5 separate regions of the Mus musculus genome follow, and regions 1, 2, 4 and 5 are each linked to region 3. The links are chromatin contacts, called in public Hi-C and promoter capture Hi-C maps. All regions are on one chromosome and are shown on one strand. Each heading gives the region's core, a stretch centred on a gene start, on an enhancer-like site or on the middle of the called end of the contact. The rest is flanking DNA. Distances are from core to core; before and after follow the strand shown. Region 1 holds the start of Setd4 (SET domain containing 4). Region 2 holds the start of Synj1 (synaptojanin 1). Region 3 holds the start of Smim11 (small integral membrane protein 11). Region 4 holds the start of Cfap298 (cilia and flagella associate protien 298). Region 5 holds the start of Paxbp1 (PAX3 and PAX7 binding protein 1).

Region 1 (4,673 bases), core at 1,502-4,001, 1.3 Mb before region 3:
TGCCGTTCAAAGTAAGCTCCTAGTCAATTGCTTAAGAAACCTGAATAATCCAAAAAAAAAAATGCTGCCCAGGGTGGGATGGCTCAGCAAGTGAGGGCAAGGACCTTGGTCACCCAGCAGCCTGAGTTCAATCCTTGGAACCCATGTAACCACAGGAAGCAAGAACGGTGTATGCGTGTTCTGATTGAACCCATGTCTGCGTACCATGTGCCATGCCCAGAGGGCAGAAGAGGGCACCGGGCATCAGATCCCACAGACTGGAGTCACACGAGGTTGTGAGCTGCCGAAAGTATAGTAAAACACCACGTATCCACAGCAAGACAAGCTTCCAGTTCTGTTCAGACTCCTCTTTTGTGACCTCAGGTAAATTTATTCATTCTGTATGATTTCCTTGGCATTTTAGGTTTTGTGTCCATCACAGTCAAGGCATAAAAGGATCTTGTTGGTCTTGCTTGAGCAAACACCCCTCCAGTGTCCTCGGCGCTCAGCAGTGTCACATAGATGTGGTCACACCTTGCATGGTCTGGATACCTGCTCTGTCATCCAGGATAATTTAGCTGTTTATGGTTTGCTCTTTTATATATCAGTGACTATTTGGTCTGCAATCTCCATACCCCCAGGGACTTTCTTCTGTTGCTGGAGTGAGACAGATGTTCATTGAATTATTTCAGTACAAAAGCCACGCAGGGGTAGTTCGTGGTGTATAAGGAACCTTGAGGGCAGTGCAGATCCTGCTGTCTTAATAAACAAAGTTGCAGAAGAGCATAATGAATGACAATTAGGGGGTGGGGGAGGTTTTGGGAGACAAGCTAGGGTCCTCCTGATCACTCTTGATTTATTATTTGCGCCTTGCATTAGAAACTGCCTCAATCTGTTAAAGATGTTTCAAGACAGATCAAAGCCATTCAAGATGAACTTGGCTCTTTGCCACCATGGTGGGGACTGACCTCCTCAGTGCATCCCACGGAGTGATGTACACTCTCCTCAAGGGACAATGCTGTCTTTACAGCAACCAATCAAAGGTGGCTTGTATGAGGCCCAGAGGCTTAGGGACCAGATACTGAAAATCCAGTGTCCTTCTTGCATCCTGGCTCCTCCCCATTCTCCTGACTTTCCTCTGTATCCTCCTTATCCTGACCTTTTGGCCTTTTAACCTTTTTCCCCCCTTCATCTTCTCTGGAGACAGGGTTTCTCTGTGGAGCCCTCACTGTCTTGGGATTTGCTAGGTAGAGCAGGCTAGCATAGATCCACCTGCCTCTGCCTCCAGAGTGCTGGGGTTAAAGGCATGTGCCATCATACCGAGCCCTAACTTTTTTGTTTGTTTGTTTTTTTAACAGAAGTTTCTCTTGGATCGTTTCACTGACATTACTCAGTTATTCATACAAATCAAAGCCAAAACAGTACTTCTTTTAGAGTCATGCCAGATCAAACCCCTAGAAAATGATGCTCCCTGCCAGCAGGAACTAGGTAGACAGAAACAGTCGCCCCTATCCTTTGCATATAAAGGATCTGGAACAAACACCGCACCCCCCCCCCGCGACCCCCCCTCCCAATCAAGACCCTGAAATTGAATTCAAACGTAGCGATTCAGAGATTGCAGAAATAAAAAGTAGCTGATATTGTTAGCATCAGGACCTCCCAAACCTATGACATCACATAGGCGACAGCGCGACCTGCAGCATATTCCCAGCATCCACTTGGCTCACCTCCCACCTTTACCTTCATTACGTCATTTTCCATATAAATAAGGAGAACGCCCCCTCTGTCACTCCCTCTTTTCTCTTTCCGCCGCCACCTCGTCCCTCTCTCTCAATAAAACCTCTTCCACGTGGAACTGTTTTGGCCTAGTATGCTGTTAAGACGCGACCTGACATTCTAACACATCAGATATCTATCCCAGTGGCAGTGGTTGCAAAAACGTACAACAGGCGCTGTAGTGTCAGAACCCAGCTTTCTCATTCTGTCCCTTTCTCCCTTCCACATCCTTAGCTACAAAAACTCCAGCTTAAAGCATGAAATGTGCCTTTTCCTGACCTCTGGTCTTTATGTGACAAAGTCCCGTGCTTGGATCGCGACATGCAGAGCTAGAACTAGAAAACCCACTTCTTTGAGTAAAGCTTGCTCCTCGCTGTTTGAGGACGTCTAAATTCTCTCTCTCTCTCTCTTTTTATTTCTTCCCATAATCCTAATTCGTACTTTTACTCTGACCCTAACAGTTCCAGTAACAGTCTTGGGACAAGACAGAAATGCCTTCATAGTGGATAAGAGGAAAGGCGGGGGACAGGCTGTCTGGGAGAATGGACCGCCTGGGTCCTGGCAGCTGGAGGGCAGGGCAAGGTGGGGATCAGGTAAGCCAGTCTGGTGGAGGGGGCAGGAAGTCGGAGGAAGAAAGGACACGGTGAGGAAAGACTTCCCGTTGGCTATTTGGAGCATGGGTCAGCAGCTATGCTCATCGCGTTATGGCGTAGCTGTGGAGGCCTGGGAGTTGCGCATGCGCGTGCCAGAGGCGTAGGCTCGCCGCACCGCAGCCGCTTTCTCCGTAGCTGGTGGAGCGGTCTGCGTCCGTACCCCGGCTTCGCCGCGGTTTCTAAGGTAAGCAGGAGCACTTCCGGTGGGCCTGGCGTTGCCTGGGCAACGGGAGCGGGGTTCCGTTGGCTTTTTTGAGTTCTGTGTAGCTCCAGACCCCAATTTCCTCTGCGCGTGTGGAACCTCTCCCGGAACGGAAGTCAGGACCAGAGCGACTACTGCGCAGGCGTGGTGTGCGGCCAGCGGGCCTGGGTTGGTTCGCTGGTGCGGGTGGCATGGATTGATTGATGTCCGGTCCGTCCAGGACTGCGAGCCAGGACGGCGCTGTGGCGTGTGGCCATCACTGAGGCCCCGGTGGCAAGCAGGGGGCAGGGCTGCGGTGGAACTGCGCGTCCTTGTGCACCACACGTGGGCTCCAGGACGGACCTGGTGCCTGGCTCCAGACTGACTCGTAAAGCAAGTCTTGCTGCCGAGGTAGATTAAACTACCTGGGCGGCTTGGTGGGCGGTCCTTTCCTGCCCTCCTTTATTTTTAGAGTAGATTTTAAAATCATTTCCACTGGTTTGGCACATGTTAGATGGATGTCACTTTAGTACGGTACAGGGTAGGATGGAAGTAGTAAAGGCTGTTAAGAATGCTGGACGTGGTGGCGCACGCCTTTAATCCCAGCACTTGGGAGGCAGAGGCAGGCAGATTTCTGAGTTCAAGGCCAGCCTGGTCTACAGAGTGAGTTCCAGGACAGCCAGGGCTACACAGAGAAACCCTGTCTCGAAAAACCAAAAAAAAAAAAAAAAAAAAAAAAGAATGCTTTCATATAATGTTCTCTAGGGCGTTTTGTTACAGAGTCCTGGCATTCTTTTTACCCAGAGGCAGGACCCAAAGGGGTTTATCTTATGTATAAAGGTAAGTTGCCTACAGGTATGTCTACGCACCACACGCTTGCAGTGTATAGAGAGGCTAGAAGAGGACATTGGATCCCCAGGCAGTGGAGTTACACATACGGGTGCTAGGAACTGAACCCTGATCTGCAGGAGCCCCTTGCGCTCTTAACCCCGGAGCTATCTCTCCAGCTGCCCACTCCCCGCCCCTATCTTTTAAACTAGAATTTTCTTCAACTTTAGTGTTACTCAGTATTTCTTGTATGGTTTTAAATGTTAGCATGTATCTTCCAAGGACGCTTGCCTGTGTTTCTGTTGTTAGTTTCTACAGTTGGTCTACACTCTTGTCTGTTCCTGGATCTTTCCTTTTTGGCCTCTGAGAGGCTAATGTGGAATGGAGTCATTTTATGTCTTCCGGTCTCTCTGCCTTGTGCTCTCTTTAGTCTACTGCGAATGCCCATTTTAATCATTCTGACCTTTAGAGCTAAAAATCCACTTTACACCGAGTGGGGCTTATTTATTTTTTCTAAGACTTTTGAACTGATGGGTGCTTCATAATGACCGGGTATTTTTTGTATTAGTTATTATTTTATGTGCATAGATGTTTTGCCTTCGTTTTCTTCTGTGCACTGAGCTGTGTCTCCAGTCCCTGTGTGTTCTTCAGCACAGTTACGTAGCACTATACTAAATGTTCACTAGCATTGAGCTGTGAAAGTCACCAGAGGATATGTTTAGAAAATCAGCTGTGAGATTTTAGTCGGTAGGGCCTCCTGATGGTTTTGTTTGCTCCTTTTAAAGCAGTGGTTCTCAACCTTCCTGATGCTGCTATCCTTAAATACAATTCCTGATGATATAGTGACCCCAGCCATAAAATAATTTTGCCGCTATTTCATAACTGTATTTTTGCTACATTATGAATCATAGTGTACATGTCCAATATGAAGCATATCTAATAGACGACCCCAAAGGGGTTGTGAATCACAGGTTGAGAACTACTGTTTTAGAGGCTTCCCCTCATAAGTGGAACTTGTTACTTCAGGGATCCCAATTGAGCACTAGATAAAATGGTTTGGTGTTCAAAGCTTTTAAGAAAAGGATTTTTTTTTTCCTTAAAGAATGAAAACATGGGGCTGGAGAGATGGCTTAGCATTTACAAACACTGACTACTCTTCCAGAGATCCTGAGTTCAATTCCCAGAACCCACATGGTGGCTCACAACCATCTGTAATGGGATCCAATGCCCTCTTCTGGTGTGTCTGAAGACAGTGA
Region 2 (4,137 bases), core at 330-2,829, 1.3 Mb after region 3:
GGAAAGCTAAGACCTACCACTGCTGCTTTAGCTTAATTTGAAGAAAGACATTATAACAGAAGCTTGGACCTCCGCTTTCTTAGTTCAGGATACCAAGAATAGGCAGAAGGCTGGCTTTAGAAAGCGCTTAGTGCCATGATTTCCACCTTGACAAAGAGTTTTTGGTGTAGTTTCACAGGGATTCTTGGTGTGAAAAGAATGATGGGGTAAGCAAGTTTGATTACAGCTCCACTTGGGGTAATTTCAGTTGTCATAAAAAGGTTCATCCCTAGGGCTGGGGATGCCCCCCAGCTTGTAGAATGCCTGCCTGGTACGCATGAAGCTTTGGGTTCAGTCTGTCACCACGTAAACCAGGTATGGTTGGCACACTAGCCTGGGCTCTGTGCTACTTTGTCTCAAAAAACAAAAGCTACCTCCAAAGTACTACAATTCAGTGGCCAGCTCTCCTGAACCCGTTTTTGTCGGTGCATGTCATATACAGTCATCACACTTAAGAAAAATCCCACTCTCAAACATCCCTGTTTTATTTAAAGGACTGTCCCCACCTGAAATGGACACTTCTTGGGAGGGAAAAATGGCTAACCACAATTCACAGCAAGCAATTGTTATTATAAGCTTGTGGTTACTGTAACCACAACAAAAAAGTAAAAGTTGTTCTTAGGAGACTAAGTGAAAAGATCTAAGAACTGAATCCAAGTGTGTATCTCCTTGGCTGGAGGTGGCTTCTCTTGTGTTTAGTTTGCTTTTAATATTTTAAAACTAGGGTGGATTTGTCTTCTCTAAAATAGAGAAGCGTTGAGTCACATGACAGCATGTTAGAGGAAATGTTTTTATGCAATACGTCATATTTAAATTGTGCTTTTGGGAAGAAAGTAAAAAGGGGAAGAGGCTAGGGGAAAGCAAAGGCAAATGGAACATGATTGCCGTGCTCCTTGGATTCTCAATTCCTCTCTAAAGCCCCAGGGACTACAATGTCCTCCCATTTTTGTCTCTGAAGTATAGGCAGAATAATTCTGCTGGACACAAGTTTTAGACATAATGTCTCGTTTAAAAAGATAGTTTGAAACAGTGTGATGCCCTTAGTTATAAAATTCCACGGCTGGCAAATCGACAGTGACAGCCATGTTTTGTTTGACTGCCTGGAGTTTCTGGTTGCTGGCTTCCCCCACTCTCCACTGCATTCGGTTGAGCACTCTTCCATCGCCCCTGGAGCTCGGAGAACACACTGAAACAGCCAGGGAACAGCCTCCTGCTGCCTCCCTGACGACAGACACCATGGACAGCTCTTCGAGCGCCACCCAGCCGGCGCGGGGTGCACACCGTCCCCCGCCTCGCACTCGCCCATCGCCCATCAGGTCTGCGGAGGCGGCAGGGGGTGGTCCTGATGCCCGACTCGAGCACGAATCAACACGGGCTCCCCCAGCTCTTTCCTGAAGTCCCTCCCTGTCGCCCGCGGGGAGGGCAGAGCTACAGGGCTCCACGCGAGGAGGACGGACCCTCCCTCTGCCGGCTCCCCTGGCCGTGCCACCTTCCCACTCCCGGGGCGACGGAGGCTCGCTTCACGGACCCAGGACGCGGCGGCCGCAGGAACCCGGTGACCAGTAAGCGCCCTGCTCGGCAGCACGGTCCCGCGTGGGCGGAAACGGCTCCGCCCTTTCACCCTAAGGGGCGGGCCTTCCGCCTGGGCAGCGGCGCAATGCGGAAGAGCTGGACCTGCTGGAGCGGAAGTGACGCTTCGGGCGGCTGTAGCGGCGGAGGCTGCGGGAGAAGGAGGAGGAGGAGCCGGAGGAAGAGGTGAGGCAGCGGGCGGGAGGGCGGGGGGCGGGGAGCGGCCCGGGCTCTACCCAGGGGCAGCCGGCCGGCCGGGTGGACGCTTCCTGAGCGGTGGCGGCCGTCGCAGCCGGGTCGCAAGCGGTGAGAGGCGGCCGAGGGCCGAGGGCGGCGGGTTGTGTGGAGACCCCGGGGCTGCGGGTGGCTTGCCGTGACAGCGGCTGTCACCCAGCGGGCGGGAAAGGACCCCGTCGGCACAGGCTCCCGGGTATCTCTGGCGGTGCGTAATGGAGGCGCTGAAGCGCCCGGTGCCTCAGTTCCCCCCGGCTCCCCGGGATCTCGTTGAGTGGCGGTGGGATCCATTCGTCACGGTGAGCTTCGTGACTGGGCAGGAGGCGGCAGTCACCTGTGTGGCTTTCCCTGCCCTTCGCCGCCGCCCTGGAGAGTCCGCGGTGTGATAATCCCGTCCCTCTCCGGCCCCCTCAGGAGCTTTGAATCAGCCTGATTAACCTTCCCTCCCATCCCCTTGCCCATTCCGCCTAGGGATCGGCTTGAAGTTTCCCCATCAGTTCCCTTCCCGTAGTGACAGATCGTGAAGCAGGAAGCCGATAAACAACCCCAACTGAAAATACGCTACAGATTTTCCCTTTGGGGAAACATAAATTAAATGGGAAATCCACCTTATCCAAATCAGGACCGACGGTGCTAAAAACCCCTGCCTTGTCCTGCCGTATCTTGAGAACTGGACGCGTTTCCTTTTGCCTTTTGGTTAAGAAAAAAAAAAAAAAAGGTGACGCCTTATCTTTTGGAATAAACCGTTCACCCCTGAGCTCTCTTTTTCTCTACCCCCAACCCCCATCAAACTTGTCAGTGAGGGACCTCAGGAGGACGCCTAGCAGTCCTTGCAGCAGAAGGAAACCTCAGGTGCATTGACTTGGTTTCCACAGGGCTGCCTCTGAAGAAAGGAGAATGGCGTTCAGCAAAGGATTTCGAATCTACCACAAATTGGATCCCCCACCGTTCAGCCTCATAGTGGAAACTAGGCATAAGGAAGAATGTCTCATGTTCGAGTCTGGGGCTGTGGCTGTGCTCTGTAAGTCACGTGTTTTCACCTGCCCGATTCTGATCTCTGTTTTGGTTGTAACTCGCGAGTTCAACAGTTTATAAAAAAAAGGTTCTTGAGAACCTTCTCCCTGAATTTGATCTTCTGAGCTTTAGCGTACGGGTTTGTGCTTTGGCTTAATTTGAATGAAGCCTTATTTTCTGTAAACTGAGATAGCTTAGGGTTTTTATTGGGGTGATGGTGGTGCAGGGCGGTGCAGATTTTGCTGCTGGGAGTTTGTTTTCCATCTGTTCTGCTTCTAGAAGTTTATCTTTTTGTAAAATGGTGTTGCAATTTTGTCTTTATCACATTAACCCAATAAGACAGCTTGCATCTCCTGTTATACCCAGAATTTTGTTAGTCAGATTTAATAGGAATGGTATGATCTGTGCATCATACATCAAACCCTTATTTGTTTATTTATTTATTCAGGTGTCCCTTGTGCTCATGTGTGGTATTGGTGGGTCAGATTCAGGGCTTCAGTCACTCTAGGCAAGTGCTGACCATCCGCTTCTCCAGCCTAAGCTTTTATATCTTTAATAAGAATTGCAGACAGCTCCTAAAATATTTCATGTGACATATGTGCTTGATTTCATATTATTGAAAAATGACCTTTATTTTAAAAGGATTACTTATTGTACCACACAAAATGATGTTTGGGTAAATTTGTGGCAGATAGATGAAAATAAAAGGACTAATTCACATTGTGTTTCGTTCATTTTTTTTTTTTTAATTTAGTCATTTATTTGTGTGTAGGTAGGGGACAAGTGGAGATCAGGACAGCTTCTGGGAGCTCCTCCTACTATATAGGCCCCAGGGATTGAACTCAGGTCTTCAGGCTTGGTGGCAAAAGCTTTTTACCTGCTGAGACATCGAATGTACCCCATGCTTCATTCTTAATACAAGACTGGGGCAGACAACCCCAGTTTGGGATTGTCTCAAGTATTTGTTTTAAACAGATTTTCTAATGGTAACTACTTGTTCTTTTATTATTATTATTATTATTATTATTATTATTATTAATTATCATTATTACTTTAACAGTCTATTAGAGTTATAGCTGGGACCTTCATGATATAGCCAATGCCACTGAATTCCAGACCACCACCCCCTCCCCCTTCTCCTGAGTGCTGAGAATACAGGTGTGCACTACTGTGCAGGATTGACCTTAGGGCTTCATACATGCTAGGCGAGCACTCTGCCAACTGAACCACACCCCCAGCCCTCTTATATTTTGCTCAGACTGTTTATTGAACATGATGTTT
Region 3 (4,336 bases), core at 1,784-4,283:
CTGACTGTTATCAGTGGGGTGTCCTTAAGTTCTAATCGATATGGGCTATGTAAGCTTTAGTTCGCATCCTTTCCCACGATGCATTTCAATTTAATCCTATCTGCTCCCAATTACACATAGCCAAAAGAGGGCAAGTAGGGATTTTTTTTTCCCTCCCTAACTGTTCATTTTAAGGTCACAGTTTGCCTTACTGTGCATGCACCCCAAACCAGTATATGTTGGATCTAGCCATGATGCCTAGTTTCAGGATATGTTTGGTCACCAAAAGGACTTACTGAGGGTCATTGCTAAGAAGCTACAGTTTGGAGTGCCCACAAGCCTCTGTTTAAAGAGGTGTGTGCATGCAGCTCCACATGGGTGTGGGGGAGATCCTGGCTTGCTTTACTGGGAAAGCACTGTGTAGCTCAATCAAGCAGACCCCCCAGGTTTCCCTTCCCCTTGCCTATCTTACATCCAGTCAGCCAGGTCTGGGAGCTTCAGCCTCAGCAAGTCACCTGGGTACAGATGGACTGCTTCAAACTCACTTCCTTCATAATAACTTAAGACTAGAATTAGAAATGCAACGGGAAATTCCACACACCTTTAGAATGGGTTTCCTTAAGTAAAGCTCATGGGAGATGGCGTAGAAAAACATTTCCAGTTGTAAAAGTATCTAATATATAAAATTCAGTTCTCAGTCTATTTCAAGGTTACAGAACTTTGAAAACCAGCTAGCTATTGGCACAAGATAACCAAGCTTTGCCTTTGACTTGTGCAAAGTCAGATAAACCAAGAAGTGTATAATCCAAAGCCCTATTTAAATGCGATAGCGGTGGTTGAAGGTGCCCACTACCTGCAAGTGTTTGCCTTTAAATAGCAGCAGATTCCAACCTATGTTGGAAAAATGAGCTCTTTGCATGTTATAACCTGCTGCTGGAATTTACACCTTGAACGTCTAGTAATCTTAGGGATTAGCCATACTGTATATTAAAACAAAATATTTTTTTTATTTTTATAATTCCTTCTTAATTGAGTTGTATACATATTATATGGTAGACGATTTAACTGTTTCCCACAAGTCACCTCTGTGAATTGATATGCCCAGGATACTGACTCCCAAGGTCAAGGGAAACAAATGGGCCCAAGATGCTGACAAGAGGAAATAAATGAAAGAAAATACCCCGGGGTCTGGAGGTCTGGCAAACACATTGCACTTAGCAGCAATGTGACCTTGGCCTCTCAAAGCCTCCTTCATCAGTAAATTCTCCTTCAGAAGTTGGCCAGTAATCGCTAAGAAGCATGAGTAACACACAGCAAGCATTATTGTCTTGATAATGTCTCTCCTTTGCTAATGGTCCTCAGATAACAAACAGCAATAGGGCAGGATGTAGTCTGGACAAGATGCCAGGCATGGGATAAAGAATAAGGGCAAGAAGAAGGAGGACAGGACTCTACTCCAGGTGGCAGTAAGGGCTGAGCATGTGACCTGGGAAAGCCATGTGGCTCCTGAGCCAAAGCGCTCTTGGGATATCAGCGTCCAAGGAGTAAGTCTCCCACTCTGGAATTCACAACTCTCTGCTCTGTCTAATGTCACAGGACATGATGCCAAAAAGACTAGCAATCTGAGTGTTAAGAGGTAAGATCTCTGAGAAGGAAGCAGGGGGCTGTGGGCGTGGCTGAGCCAGAGTGCTAACGCAAAGCTCTCGGTTCAGCCCAAGTAACTCACAACCCAACCTTGGTGGTACAAGCCTGTAACCCTAGCACTTGGGAGGTGGAGGTCAAGGGATGGGAGTTCAAGGTCATCTAAGGCTACAGAGAAAGACTGAGCTGGAGGCCAATCTCAGATGCACAGAATCCTGCCAAGGAAGGAGAAAGAGAAGAAAAAGAGAAGAGGAAGAGAAGGAGGAAAAAGTAAAAGCAAAGGGGAATCTGTACTGCTATGGAGTGGGTGGGGTGGGTAGAGGAGAGCGAAGGGCCCAGAGCAGCCAGGTTCATTTTCACCCACTACTTTAAATTTCAAGGCAGCTTGCAAGCTTTCTGCAAATGGGGATAACCAAGAAAGCTAAACATAGCAGTGAGCTGTCTGCTCTGATATCACGGACTCCTGGTGCCATTCAGAAGCAAGCAGCAGCTGGCAGCAGAGGGTGAGCCAAAGCCACTGGGGTAAGGACAGCTGGAGGCCATTAAAATATATGAAATGCAGGGAGCTGTCCAGGCTTAACCCTTAACGACAGAAAATAAAACTGTTTGTAGTTTTGATCTTTATTGCAAAGTATCCTGCCAGGTTTTATTCTAGAAACAAAGAAGACATTCACTCACTTTGATTATACCAATTTAAACGACGTGGACAATAGTCTGCTCACAAGCTCCGTGTGCTCCTTGGCGAGGCTAACAGAGTCGAGGGTGCACCTATCTCAGCATATAATGCACTCACCTATCCTAGCAGCTTGTGTCAACTGTCTGAAGCCGTTTTCACTCCCAGTCTCTACCCCTTTCACTCCAATTCCTCAGCCAACCATTTAAAGTATCGGTAGGTTCAAATCGCCATGACCCCTGGACCTCACTTAGCCCACTCAGCACAGGCCTTGGTTTTCAAGAAACCCAGAAGCACCTTATCCGGGTGGGTGGCCAGATTCCAAATTTCAAGGCTTTGGGGAGCCTGTGAGTTATGGTGCACTTCCCTACTAGATGAAACGACACGCCTTGTTTAAGCAACTTTGGCGCCTTTGCGATCTGGGGCACCACAGGATCAAACGGGGATTTGCTATCCCTGGATACTTGGGAGTGCCCAGTCCCAGGTTCTCGCCCCCAGGCATTGCCTCCACGGGGGTGGGGGGTGGGTAGAAGGCCAGGAGTTATCATCGCTCCCTTCCTGCGTCACCAAAACAAGGCGACAAGACTATTAGAGTTCCCAAGGGCTATGTAGCCGTAGGCAGCAAGTGTCATCATGGGAGAAACAAGAACGCGGGATGACCAAGGGATTCCCCAGAGCCCCAAAGACTCACACACTTACACTCAGGGCGGCGGGGCCTCCTCGCTTGCTGCTCACAAACCACGACTCCCACAATCCCGTCGTGAAAACTACAAGTCCCGAAATGCACCGCTCGGAACGGAAGCGCCATCTTGAAAGGCACCACTTGATACGCAGGCGCAGTGGCTTTAGGGCGCCCGCAGATTCGCTAGTATTAAGGAGCGTGTTTCTCCAAGCGCAGGCGCTATGGGCTTCAGGCCAGTTGCGCAGGAATCTGAGGCTACTGCAGAAATCCAAGTAGGAACCCTGAGGGTGGTCCGCAGGGGTTAGGGTTCGGCCTAGGACCCTTTGTTCATGTCCACTGGTCATTGACTCCTGTTCTATACAGCTGAAGACAATAGGTCCCAGGTTTTTTGTTTTGTTTTCCAGGCTTAGCATTCCTCCAAGGGGACAGACAAGAAGAATGCATCCCGGTTGAGATAACCGATAGATACCCAGATTTTAGGTTCCCAGTTTCATTTCTAGCCAGTGAATCCCCAAAGTGCCGGGTGGGGAGACGCAGACAGCAGCCCTGTCCAAGGCTCTGGAGAGGCAAAGTTCTCACCGAGACCTCCACCTCATCTCCCTCTTCTGTGGAGGGGGGAGCGGATGCCCGGTGCTGACACTAATTGCGGGGTGAATTCTTGGACCCAAGAAAGTTAGCTTCAGATCTCATCATGCCTCTTTGTGGAGATGAAGTTGAAAATGTTAGCGTGCAGAGGGTTTCACAGACCTGGTTGTGCTAACAAGAGAATATCACGTTGAGACTGTCGTTTAATTTAACTCTACAAGGCCTATAAAAGGACACACTATAATTGTAATATTTCACAAATGATGAAACGGAAACACAAAGGATTTTTTTTTCTTTCCCGAGGCTGAGGCCAGCTCGTGCCAGACCTGGGGCTCGCCATAAGTTGCGAGACTGGGATCAGCCCCTATCACCTGTTCCTTTTGCAATAGCTTTGAATCTGCACTGAAGTACTACTCAGATGTGTAGAACTAGCAGACTAAGCAGAAAGACTCTAAAGGGAACATGGATAGAAAAACAACAGCAACCCAGCTGTTTGACTTGGCATTTTCATTTAGAAAGCTTTGGTTGAAGTTGATACTGGAGGGAGAAGCTGGGGTAAATGGATCAACAACTGGATGCCCATCCAACTTGTTAGTTATCTCCTGTTAACACAACAAAATGCTTGACAGAAGCAGCTTAGGTTATCTAGACTAGGTGAGTAGAGTCCACAGCTGGGAGGAGAGTGATGGAGGCTTGACCTCTCTTGGTCTTCTCCTTCAGGTTCCATCCAGGATCCCAGCCCAGGGAATGGTGGCACCCATTTAGAATGTTTTCCC
Region 4 (4,464 bases), core at 786-3,285, 1.4 Mb after region 3:
ACCTGAACCTTTAAAGATGTGTATTGTAAGATTAGAAAGGACGTATGGCTGCCCTCACCTCCGTGTAAAAGCACAGCAGGCTGCATCGCACTTCTCTCCTAGAGCAGATCTGTTAGGACAGAGCACCTTTGCAAATGCTCAGTGTTATCACAATCCTGTGTTTATAGAAGTAACTCTGCTGCAGCCATCACTCGCTGTTAGCAATAACTCTTGTGAGTTTTAGATCGTGCTTGTTGGGGTTCTAATCATTTCAACAGTAGTAGCTTTTAAACTGCAGTATTACTAGAGCAGTGTGCTTCAAAATGTGAATTAACTTGTTGAGATTGTGGCTGTAACATCTGTGTGAGTAGTGTGTATGGTATCCACTCCCCATTAGCAAGCTAATCCACTTTAGAAAACTGAAGCAGTGTGGATCGCAGCCCTGAGCAGTGACTCCCTCAGGTGTGAACCACTGTAATGTCTGCAGAGCAATAGCTCTGCCTTGTCAGGAAGTCTGGTAGCTGCTGAAACGCACAAAGCAAGTTAAAGTTTGCTACAAAGAACTCGACATCGTGTGTATTTGCCAGGTCTGGTCAAAGCAGAAAACAGACACTAAGAATCTCTGTGAGTCTCTGTTCTCTCTAGTAGATTGCTGTTTATATGTATGTAAGAGGTTTATCGCTTATGTGGCATACAGTATTTATAACTATATACTTTATAGAAGTACAGTATTAAAGTTGCTGGTATACATTCTGTACATATCTTGTGAGATGTGCTGTCATATGAAATAAATATGTCTTTATCACCAGCTGACTTCTTTACTCAAAAGGGAAGAGGTTTTTTTTTCTCTCTATGCATGTGTGCACTCCCACATTCGTGTGTGTGTGTGTGTGTGTGTGTGTGCACATAATACATGCAGGGAATAAGAGGTAGTTTATTCTGAAGCCAAATTTGAATGAATGACCATGACAGATTTGGGTTACCCCAAATTCCATGTTCACAAAGTTTTGTAGCTCTCTAAGACAAAGTCGTAAGTCATGGCAAGTTTAAAATACATTGGTGGAAATGCCAGAGAGGCATATACAGTAAGACGAAGTTTTTCTTTAGTTACCAGATGCTATTTGACGATATTCTTAACTTTTGGGTTAGTGAAAGCTACGTTTATAGATTTCAGAGCCTATATGCAAGTTATTTCTGACCCATAGGAGGGCAATGGACGTCTGTTCTAGGAGCTATAGCTAACAGAGACAAGGTAATCAGTCTGGACCCGCAGATTCACAGCCTCTCCACATCACTGCTGTTTTTATTACACAGCTTCTTTCCAGGAATTTCCATTGGCAAGTAAAAAATTTAATGTGCCATCACCACAAACAAACAAAAAACCCTCACCATTTAGCGAAACTATGAGTTTGAGATCATTTCAAAGCACAGGTTAATTTTCTTTGCTAATTTTCTTTACTCCTCTATTTGATTTTCTTCCATCCATTTGTTTTCTCTTTATAACACTAAAATGGGATCCTCAGCTGTGTCTGAGCGCCCTGGAAGAACAGCGCTGCGCCCGCTTGCCCTATCTGAGATTGTGGGGGACCGAGACTCCATGGGACGGGCGATAGACAGCTGTGGAACTAAATGAGCTCTGCACAGCAGCAGCGCTCCCCACTTTTTGACCGGAGACCCAAAGCAGAAGGCATTTCCGGAAGCGATCCGTGCCTGCGCGAAACCAGTCTGAGTTTGGCGGCGGCTATGCTCCCATAGTGCCCAGCGCTCGCTCTCATTCTTAATCCAGGAGTCGCCATGCTCCTCCAGCGGACATCTCCCGAGTCCCCGGACCGTCCGCACAGGCCTCTAGCTGTTAGTTTGGGTTTTGGTTGCCCGGGCAACAGCTACTTCCGGGAGCGGCGACTGTGCGGCCCGCACAACCTGTTCTTCAGCGCCTCCGGCCTTCCAGGCGCGAGTTCTAACTGGGCACGAGCTCAATGTTTGACTGTTGCCCCTGGCAACAGCCACTTCCGCGAGCGTGCGCCGTTTTCTTCATCCCTCCGGGCTGAAGCGTGAGCCGCGTTCCACGGTTCCTCCTCGGAGCAGCGGTTAATCTCAGGCTGGTGTGGGTCCGGCCGACCCGGCTCGGGCCTCGTGGTCCCTGCCCCGCAGCCTTGCCACCTCGGCGGCGCCTCTGGCGCAGCCATGGTTGTGCTGCACGTGAAGAGAGGCGACGAGAGCCAGTTCTTACTGCAGGCGCCCGGGAGCACGGAGCTGGAAGAGCTCACGGCGCAGGTGGCCCGCGTCTACAACGGGCGGCTGAAGGTGCACCGGCTCTGCTCAGGTGCGGAAAGGGAGGCCGGCGGCTTCGGGGTCAGGGGGCAGCGCCCGGGGTCGCGAGGATTTGGGGAGATTTGCCGTAGCCCGGGGTGGGAAAGGAGCATCAGGGTTGACCGGGGATGAAAGACCAACGGCTGGAGGAAACCCAGGCTCGCCAGCCAACCGCCGACTCGGAGGAGAGCAGCCGGGATGCCAAGTGAGGCTGAGCTAAGCCGGGATTTGGGCTTCCGGGAAGTGCGAACGTACTGGGTCGAAAGGTGGCGGGACGGAGCTGAGGGATCGGGGACGGTGGGAGTTGTCAAGGGTGAGGGTGGAGTGAGTGGTGGCTGCAGGGAAGGGGGACAGTTTGAGACGCTAAAAGCCCTGGCCCTTGAGTCTCTTCGCTTTGAAGCCGCCCATGAAAGTTCTCACCGGGAGAGCCTTGGTGTTGTTTTCTGTCTCCTAGGAAACACATGATTTTTACATTATAGAGAACGCCTTAAGACCCGTTTTATATATATAATCAAACTTAACTGCTTTCAAAGAAGGCTCAATATTAAATGACATATTAAAAGTAAAACATTTAGGGGGTGGGGGGAACCTCCGGGTCTTTAACATCATAAACCGAAAGTGTGGGGCAGCATGTAAGAACTGCATGGGTGAGCCAGGCGGTGGTGGCGCACGCCTTTAATCCCAGCACTTGGGAGGCAGAGAGAGGCGGATTTCTGAGTTCGAGGCCAGCCTGGTCTACAAAGTGAGTTCCAGGACAGCCAGGGCTATACAGAGAAACCCTGTCTCAAAAAAAAAAAAAAAAAAAAAAAAAAAACAAGAATTGCATGGGTGAATCTACACAGAGGTAGGCACTGAAGCAAATACCATGGAGGATCACTGCCCCTGGCCTGCGCCTCACGACTTGCTCAGCCTGCTTTCTCATACCACCCAGGACCACTTGCCTAGGGGTGATACCACCCGGAGAGTGCTACCCCCCCCCCCCTTACTGTCATTGAGAAAATGCCTTACCTACAGACTTGCCTACAAACAGTCTGAAATAGACATTTTCTCAGTTGAGGTTCCTTCTTCCTAGATACGTCTATGTTCATGCCAGGTCAACAAAAGCCAAGCAGAACCAATTGCTTCCTTGTCAACACCAATCGACATATCACCATGAAACCATAACCCTCTCCTTTTTGTTTATCCCCAAGACCTTATTAATATGGATATCTCAATATAAAACAAATTCCAACTTTCAGAAGTTCCACAGGCTTTTAAATTTTTTCACTTTAAAAATGCAGTCTCTTTCAAAGTTCAAACCTCTCTGTAATATCCATTACCGGGCACCTGTAAAAAGACCTAATCTCACTCCAAGAGGGAAGACCATGAGCGCACTCGCACTGGAAGGAGAACTGAAGTGCAGCCCTGTGAAGCTCGCTGTCAGAGGTGCGGGACTCAGGGTCTTCTCCGCTCCCTCTGCTCTGCAGGGCCCACAGAACACATCTCACAGGCTGAGGCTGGCTCCACTCCGTAGCTGCTGCTGTCCTTGGTGGTCATCCCATGGTGTTGGCATTTCCAAACTGCCGGAACCGCAGGCTTCCCCTTACCAATGGCACCGATTGCCTCTTGGCCTCTCTTTGGGCTCTCTCACCCTGCATCATGATGCCAGGCCTCAGCCTCTCTCCATGATCCTTTCAATCCTGGGGTTTCCCTGAAACTGAAGTTTGACCTGGCCTCTTCCTATGCCCAGCCTCTACTGTTCTCCATGACTCTTCATGCCCTCACAATCAGTACCATCTGGAAGGTGCATACACTTGGCCAAGTTTGGCTGCAGGCATGAGCGGGCTTTGGCCCCCTCTAGACAACAGCTCTGTCCGTTGACCCTCAGGAAGCTTATCCCAGAAGGTTTTTGTCTTAACGATATTGTTATTTTCTTAGTCACAGCTGATCTCAGCCCTGGCAAGGGTTTCACACTGCAGTGGTTCTGGTCTGGTCTTACAGCTCTGGCTGAGCAGAACCAACGGGGTGGGTGGGTTGAACTCAGAGATCTGCCTGCCTCTGTGTCCCAAGTGCTGGGATTAAATGTGGGAAGATTCTTAATACAAAATACCACACGAATGGCCCAGGTAGAGTCTTGATTTCCCTCTTGACGTTCACAGGCAAACCTGCATCATCTGCCCTGCTCTCTGCCTTGGA
Region 5 (4,409 bases), core at 1,620-4,119, 1.3 Mb after region 3:
TTGCTGTCAGCATTTACTGCAAATATATCTCAGGGTGCAGGGCAGGTAAGTGTCTGGAGGTTGACCAAGCGCAATTTGAATCTTTTGTTATTGAAAATGGGAGTCCAGTTTCACCAAGCAGGCTACAGTCAGAACTCTAGCAGTGCTGAGCAGCCAGAATATAAGAAGCAGGAGTAACAGGAGAATAGAAGTCACATAATACTAACTTTTCCTAGTCACTGAGAAAATGGTTGGAGAGGCTGCTTTCAGCTGCACATCTGGGTCCTAGGAGGACAGGTCTCAAGTCTAACCAAAGAGAACTGGAAAAAAAAAAAACCCTACCTAATTATATGAAACGAAAACGTGGGATCTTCTACTTCAGTGTGGAATTTAAATCTCAGTGAAAATCTGAGGGCATGGTATAGGCTAAAAGATACAGTCATGTTTGTTGGTATAAGTACAAACTAAAAATTCTACACAGGGCAAGCTAGGATTTGCAAAACTAAAAGATGCTACCTGGGGCCTCAGCAATTCCATTCTAGCCTCAGAGATGTGACAAATTTTCAAAGCTCTTCAGGATAGTGTTGATTATTACAGTATAAGGAGGGAGATTTCCACTCTGGGGAGTTTCAATGATTGTGTAAAACAAATCGGCAGTCAGAGATTAATAGGAAGGAAGCTAGCACACAGATACACAAATGCATAAGTACAAGGCTCAGCGGTGGAGAGGAAACTTTAGGCACACATGTGACTACAGAACGGGAGTTGAGGCTCTGGGAGACTCGTGGTGACAGGGGGTGGGTGAGTAAAGTGGCCAACAGTACTGTGAATAATACACGCCTCTCCATACAGTACATCTCTTAGGTGACAGAGGCCAATGGGATCCACACCATTGGCCTCTCCTCTGGTGCTAATGTTCCCTAGTTGATGAGATTTCCAGGGTGGTGGGGGCAGCCATGCTTATACAATGGTGTTTCCTTTTGGGAATTCTATCTTCAGGCTGAATGGAGAACTTCAGAGGAGGCCTCTCTCTGCACTTGTTTTTAATGGAAAGGGGAAAGCAAGGCGATGTTAAACAGAGGGCTTACTTTTCCTTTAAAGTTCTCAACAAGCCCAGTGCACCATAGTTTGAGGTTTGGGGATTTTTTTTTTTTTAAAGACATGTTCTCCTTTATCTTAGGCAGGTCTCCAACCAGAGGGCTGGGATTACTTCAATTAACTAGATATTTTTAATGATTTTGTTGTATTGTTTATGTATATTTGCCCACATGCTTTGTACGTGAACTATGTGTGTGCTGCCACACAAGGAAGCCAGAGAGGGTTTTAGGATCTCCTGGAACTGCAGTTAGTCATAGTTGTAAGCTGCCATACTAGGTGCTGAAAACCAAATCTAGGTCCTCTGCAGGAGCGGCAAAGTGCTCCTAACTGCTGTGCTGTCCAGCACCTTTTTACAGATGATGTGTAAACACCATGCTTTTAGCCTGCATTCAGGACACGTCCTGCTGGGCACTACAGGCATGCTGAGACCAGAAGGGGGCGCCAGATTCCCAGGAACTGGAGTTTTGAGGAGCCCTGAGGGTGTGGGTACTGGGACTGCAGCCAGGGTCCTCTGGTTCGAAACTGCAATATTCACCTCTCCAATCCCGTTCTTTTGGCGGGTTTTGAAACATGTAAATAATTTCACAAACACTTCTACCCACGCATCCTGATATGCTCGAGAGAAAGAAAAGATTCAACTTTGGTTATGAACTGGGTAACCTGTGTGTTAGCTCAACCTCATGCAATCTTTTTGTTTGTTTGTTTGTTTGTTTCTCGAGACAGGGTTTCTCTGTATAGCTCTGGCTATCCTGGAACTCACTTTGTAGACCAGGCTGGCCTCGAACTCCCGAAATCCGCCTGCCTCTGCCTCCCGAGTGCTGGGATTAAAGGTGCGCGCCACCACCGCCCGGCTCATGCAATCTCTTTAAGGCCGCCAAGGTTCAGATTTGCCCTCTGTGATATAGTCTGAAAATAAGACAAATCTTCCTTCCGCTTGTTTCAGAAATTCACTATGCTTCGTAAAATAGTTAAAATAGTTGCTACCTAACTTGGCTTTCTTACCAAGCCACCCGAAAACACCTCGCTCTCCTGGGAATGGCTGCGGCAGCAGGGAGATGTATCATCTCTGGTTCTGTCTTCCCCAGACAGTGAGGGTTTCCCTACATAGCCTTGGCCATTCTGGAGTTCCTTATGTACATCAGGCCGGCACCGAACTCAGAGATCGCCTTGCCTCCACCTCCCCAGTGCTGCTGGGATTTAACGTGTGTGCTCCCACGCCTTTGAGAGTGTTTGCGTTGATAAAGCTGTAGAGATGGCAAGTATTAATGGAGTTTCTGATCTGTAGACGATATCTGCTAGCATCGCCTCGCGTTATTAAGAGGCATATTAACCATGGAGATGCACTTTCCCTTCCCAAGCTCAAGTCAACTGACTCGTCCCTCCGCTTCTCCCCGGCCTCCCGCCTCTGTTTACCCTGCAGGCACTGAGTGGGAGGGAGGCTGCCACACGTAACGGCTCCGTATAAGCGCGGAAGACGCATTGCAGCAACACGCTCCGAGACGACAGACTACACTCGCTCCTCTCATCTCGATGATCCTCTTTGTGACCTTTGGAACAACACTGGAGTCGGAGGGTACCATGCCAACAGTCCCCCGCGCCGCTAGAGGGCAGTGCAAAGAGACTCCGCCCAAGTAGTGGGGCGCGAGGAGAGCCCAGGCGCATGCGCAATCGAGGCGGCGCGATAGCTAGCCAGAGCCGCGACGACCCGGCTGGTGGGGGGGAACTCTTGCGACTGCGCGTGCGTGGCGGTGGTCTCCGCGCTCCCTCGTCCTCTCAGTCAGCGAGCGGCTGTGAGAGCGCGGTGACGGCGGCTGGGATGTTCCGAAAGGCCCGGCGGGTGAACGTGCGCAAGCGGAACGACTCGGAGGAGGAGGAGCGGGAGCGCGATGAGGAGCAGGAGCCGCCACCGTTGCTGCCCCCGCCGGCCTCGGGAGAAGAGCCCGGCCCTGGCGGCGGCGACCGGGCCCCCGCGGGGGAGTCGCTCCTGGGCCCGGGGCCGCTGCCGCCGCCGCCCTCCGCGCACCACCCGGGCCTCGGCGCTGAGGCCGGGGGCGGCATCTCCGGCGGCGCGGAGCCCGGCAATGGGCTGAAGCCGCGCAAGAGGCCTCGCGAGAACAAAGAGGTGCCCAGGGCCAGCCTGCTCAGCTTCCAAGACGAGGAGGAAGGTAAGCCCCGGCCCGGCCCACGCGGACCCCAAGCCCGTGCTCGCCCGGGCGCCGCGCCCCTTTCCCCACCTCCGGCCTCCGGATCTGCCTGGGGTTGTGTTCCCGCGCTGCCACCAGCCAAGTCTACGGCCTGTGCAGTCCCTCCTCCGGCTGTCAGAGCCCTGATCAGCCATCCTGAGTGGAGGAGAAGGCTCGATGCTCCGTGGACCCGTTTCCTACCTTGCGAGTTGCAGGCAGCCTGAGTCTCTTGGTTAACTGCCTGCTCTTAGTCGTCTGCAGGCCTCTGTACCTGCGGCTTGTTGGCGTCTCGGTTTAGGCCTCCTTGATTAAGAAGGCCGGATTGTTAAAGAGGAGGACCGAAACCAGGGCTGGGAACAATTCTGGGGCTGCAGCCCTGGCTCCCGGTGACCTTGATCCAATCGCTCCCTTGCTGTTGTCCAGTCTCGGTTTCTCTGTAGAAGTAAATGGGAGGAGCAGATGTCCGCTGTGGCATTGGCTCTTGAAGCAGAAGAGGGACCAGGCTGCAGGGGATTTCGATTTTACTTGTACCTCAACATCATGTTAGGAAAAATTGGATGATTTTCGAAGGTCTTGCGTCATGCTTTCGTGATTCTAGAAAGATGGGTGAATTATCTTTGACCTCTCTGGAATTTTGTTTGAAGGAGATACAGACCAGGTTTTGCATTGTTTGAAATGTCTTGTTCTTGACTTGGATTTTCAAATTAAAGATGAGGGCTAAGTCACTCGAAACTTAGTTTTGCAAAATGATTTACTCTAGGCATAATTTTGAAATAACTGTTATTGTGACCAGAGTTATTCAGACTTGGCAGAATAACTTTGGGGTGTATTGTTTTAGGTTTCTTGACTTAATGTTTTAAGGAAGCATTCTAAATACTTTTTTATCCTGAGATGGGTGAAATATGCCAAAATTTAACAATTTTGAAGTTCCTTGGGTTACTCACTAAAATTTTCATTTAGTTTCTGGAATTGATACTATTTTTTGTTTGTTTTAATTATGTTTTGTTGAAACAGAGCCTCTATACTATAGCCCTGGCTGATCTGGAACTCACTCTGTAGTCTAGGCTGAACTCAAATTCAGAGAGCTGCCTGCCTTTGGCTGCCCAGCTCTGGGATCCCAGGCATTTGCTGCCAAGCCTGGCAATACCC

Evidence for each region. Promoter capture Hi-C pulls out the DNA fragments that hold promoters and counts their contacts. Hi-C and Micro-C count contacts between places; a contact is called where the count stands out from the background. Capture Hi-C pulls out chosen DNA fragments and counts their contacts.
Region 1: a contact with region 3 is called in a Hi-C map of B cells, with 12 read pairs. The contact joins the promoter of Setd4 here to the promoter of Smim11 in region 3. A contact is called at or near these places in 17 of 39 promoter capture datasets (the 3T3-L1 cell line, the C10 cell line, the HPC-7 cell line and 13 more), 2 of 484 Hi-C or Micro-C datasets (B cells and bone marrow-derived macrophages), 7 of 115 datasets of contacts at active chromatin or transcription factors (astrocytes, embryonic forebrain, embryonic stem cells and 4 more) and 3 of 9 other capture datasets (adipose tissue, liver and macrophages).
Region 2: a contact with region 3 is called in a promoter capture Hi-C map of pre-B cells, with 2.7 times the contacts expected there. The contact joins the promoter of Synj1 here to the promoter of Smim11 in region 3. A contact is called at or near these places in 4 of 39 promoter capture datasets (hippocampal neurons, liver and pre-B cells) and 1 of 484 Hi-C or Micro-C datasets (pre-B cells).
Region 4: a promoter capture Hi-C map of pre-B cells shows a contact between it and region 3, with 4 times the contacts expected there. The contact joins the promoter of Cfap298 here to the promoter of Smim11 in region 3. A contact is called at or near these places in 1 of 39 promoter capture datasets (pre-B cells) and 1 of 484 Hi-C or Micro-C datasets (pre-B cells).
Region 5: a contact with region 3 is called in a promoter capture Hi-C map of liver, with 2.4 times the contacts expected there. The contact joins the promoter of Paxbp1 here to the promoter of Smim11 in region 3. A contact is called at or near these places in 2 of 39 promoter capture datasets (hippocampal neurons and liver) and 2 of 9 other capture datasets (adipose tissue and liver).

Annotation. Positions count from the first base shown.
Region 1 is chr16:93,601,893-93,606,565 of GRCm38.p6, reverse strand. Setd4 (SET domain containing 4) reads left to right here and starts at 2,751. Exons shown (of 12, transcript NM_145482.3): 1 at 2,751-3,000; 2 at 3,355-3,429.
Region 2 is chr16:91,008,750-91,012,886 of GRCm38.p6, reverse strand. Synj1 (synaptojanin 1) reads left to right here and starts at 1,579. Exons shown (of 32, transcript NM_001164483.1): 1 at 1,579-1,794; 2 at 2,718-2,863. The coding sequence starts at 1,697. 4930404I05Rik (RIKEN cDNA 4930404I05 gene) reads right to left here and starts at 1,638. Exons shown (of 3, transcript NR_028368.1): 1 at 1,568-1,638.
Region 3 is chr16:92,300,000-92,304,335 of GRCm38.p6, reverse strand. Smim11 (small integral membrane protein 11) reads right to left here and starts at 3,033. Exons shown (of 4, transcript NM_138743.2): 1 at 2,993-3,033.
Region 4 is chr16:90,932,420-90,936,883 of GRCm38.p6, reverse strand. Cfap298 (cilia and flagella associate protien 298) reads left to right here and starts at 2,035. Exons shown (of 7, transcript NM_026502.2): 1 at 2,035-2,302. The coding sequence starts at 2,164. Synj1 (synaptojanin 1) reads left to right here. Exons shown (of 32, transcript NM_001164483.1): 32 at 1-787.
Region 5 is chr16:91,042,839-91,047,247 of GRCm38.p6, reverse strand. It overlaps Paxbp1 (PAX3 and PAX7 binding protein 1), which reads left to right and starts at 2,869. Exons shown (of 18, transcript NM_026110.2): 1 at 2,869-3,242. The coding sequence starts at 2,894.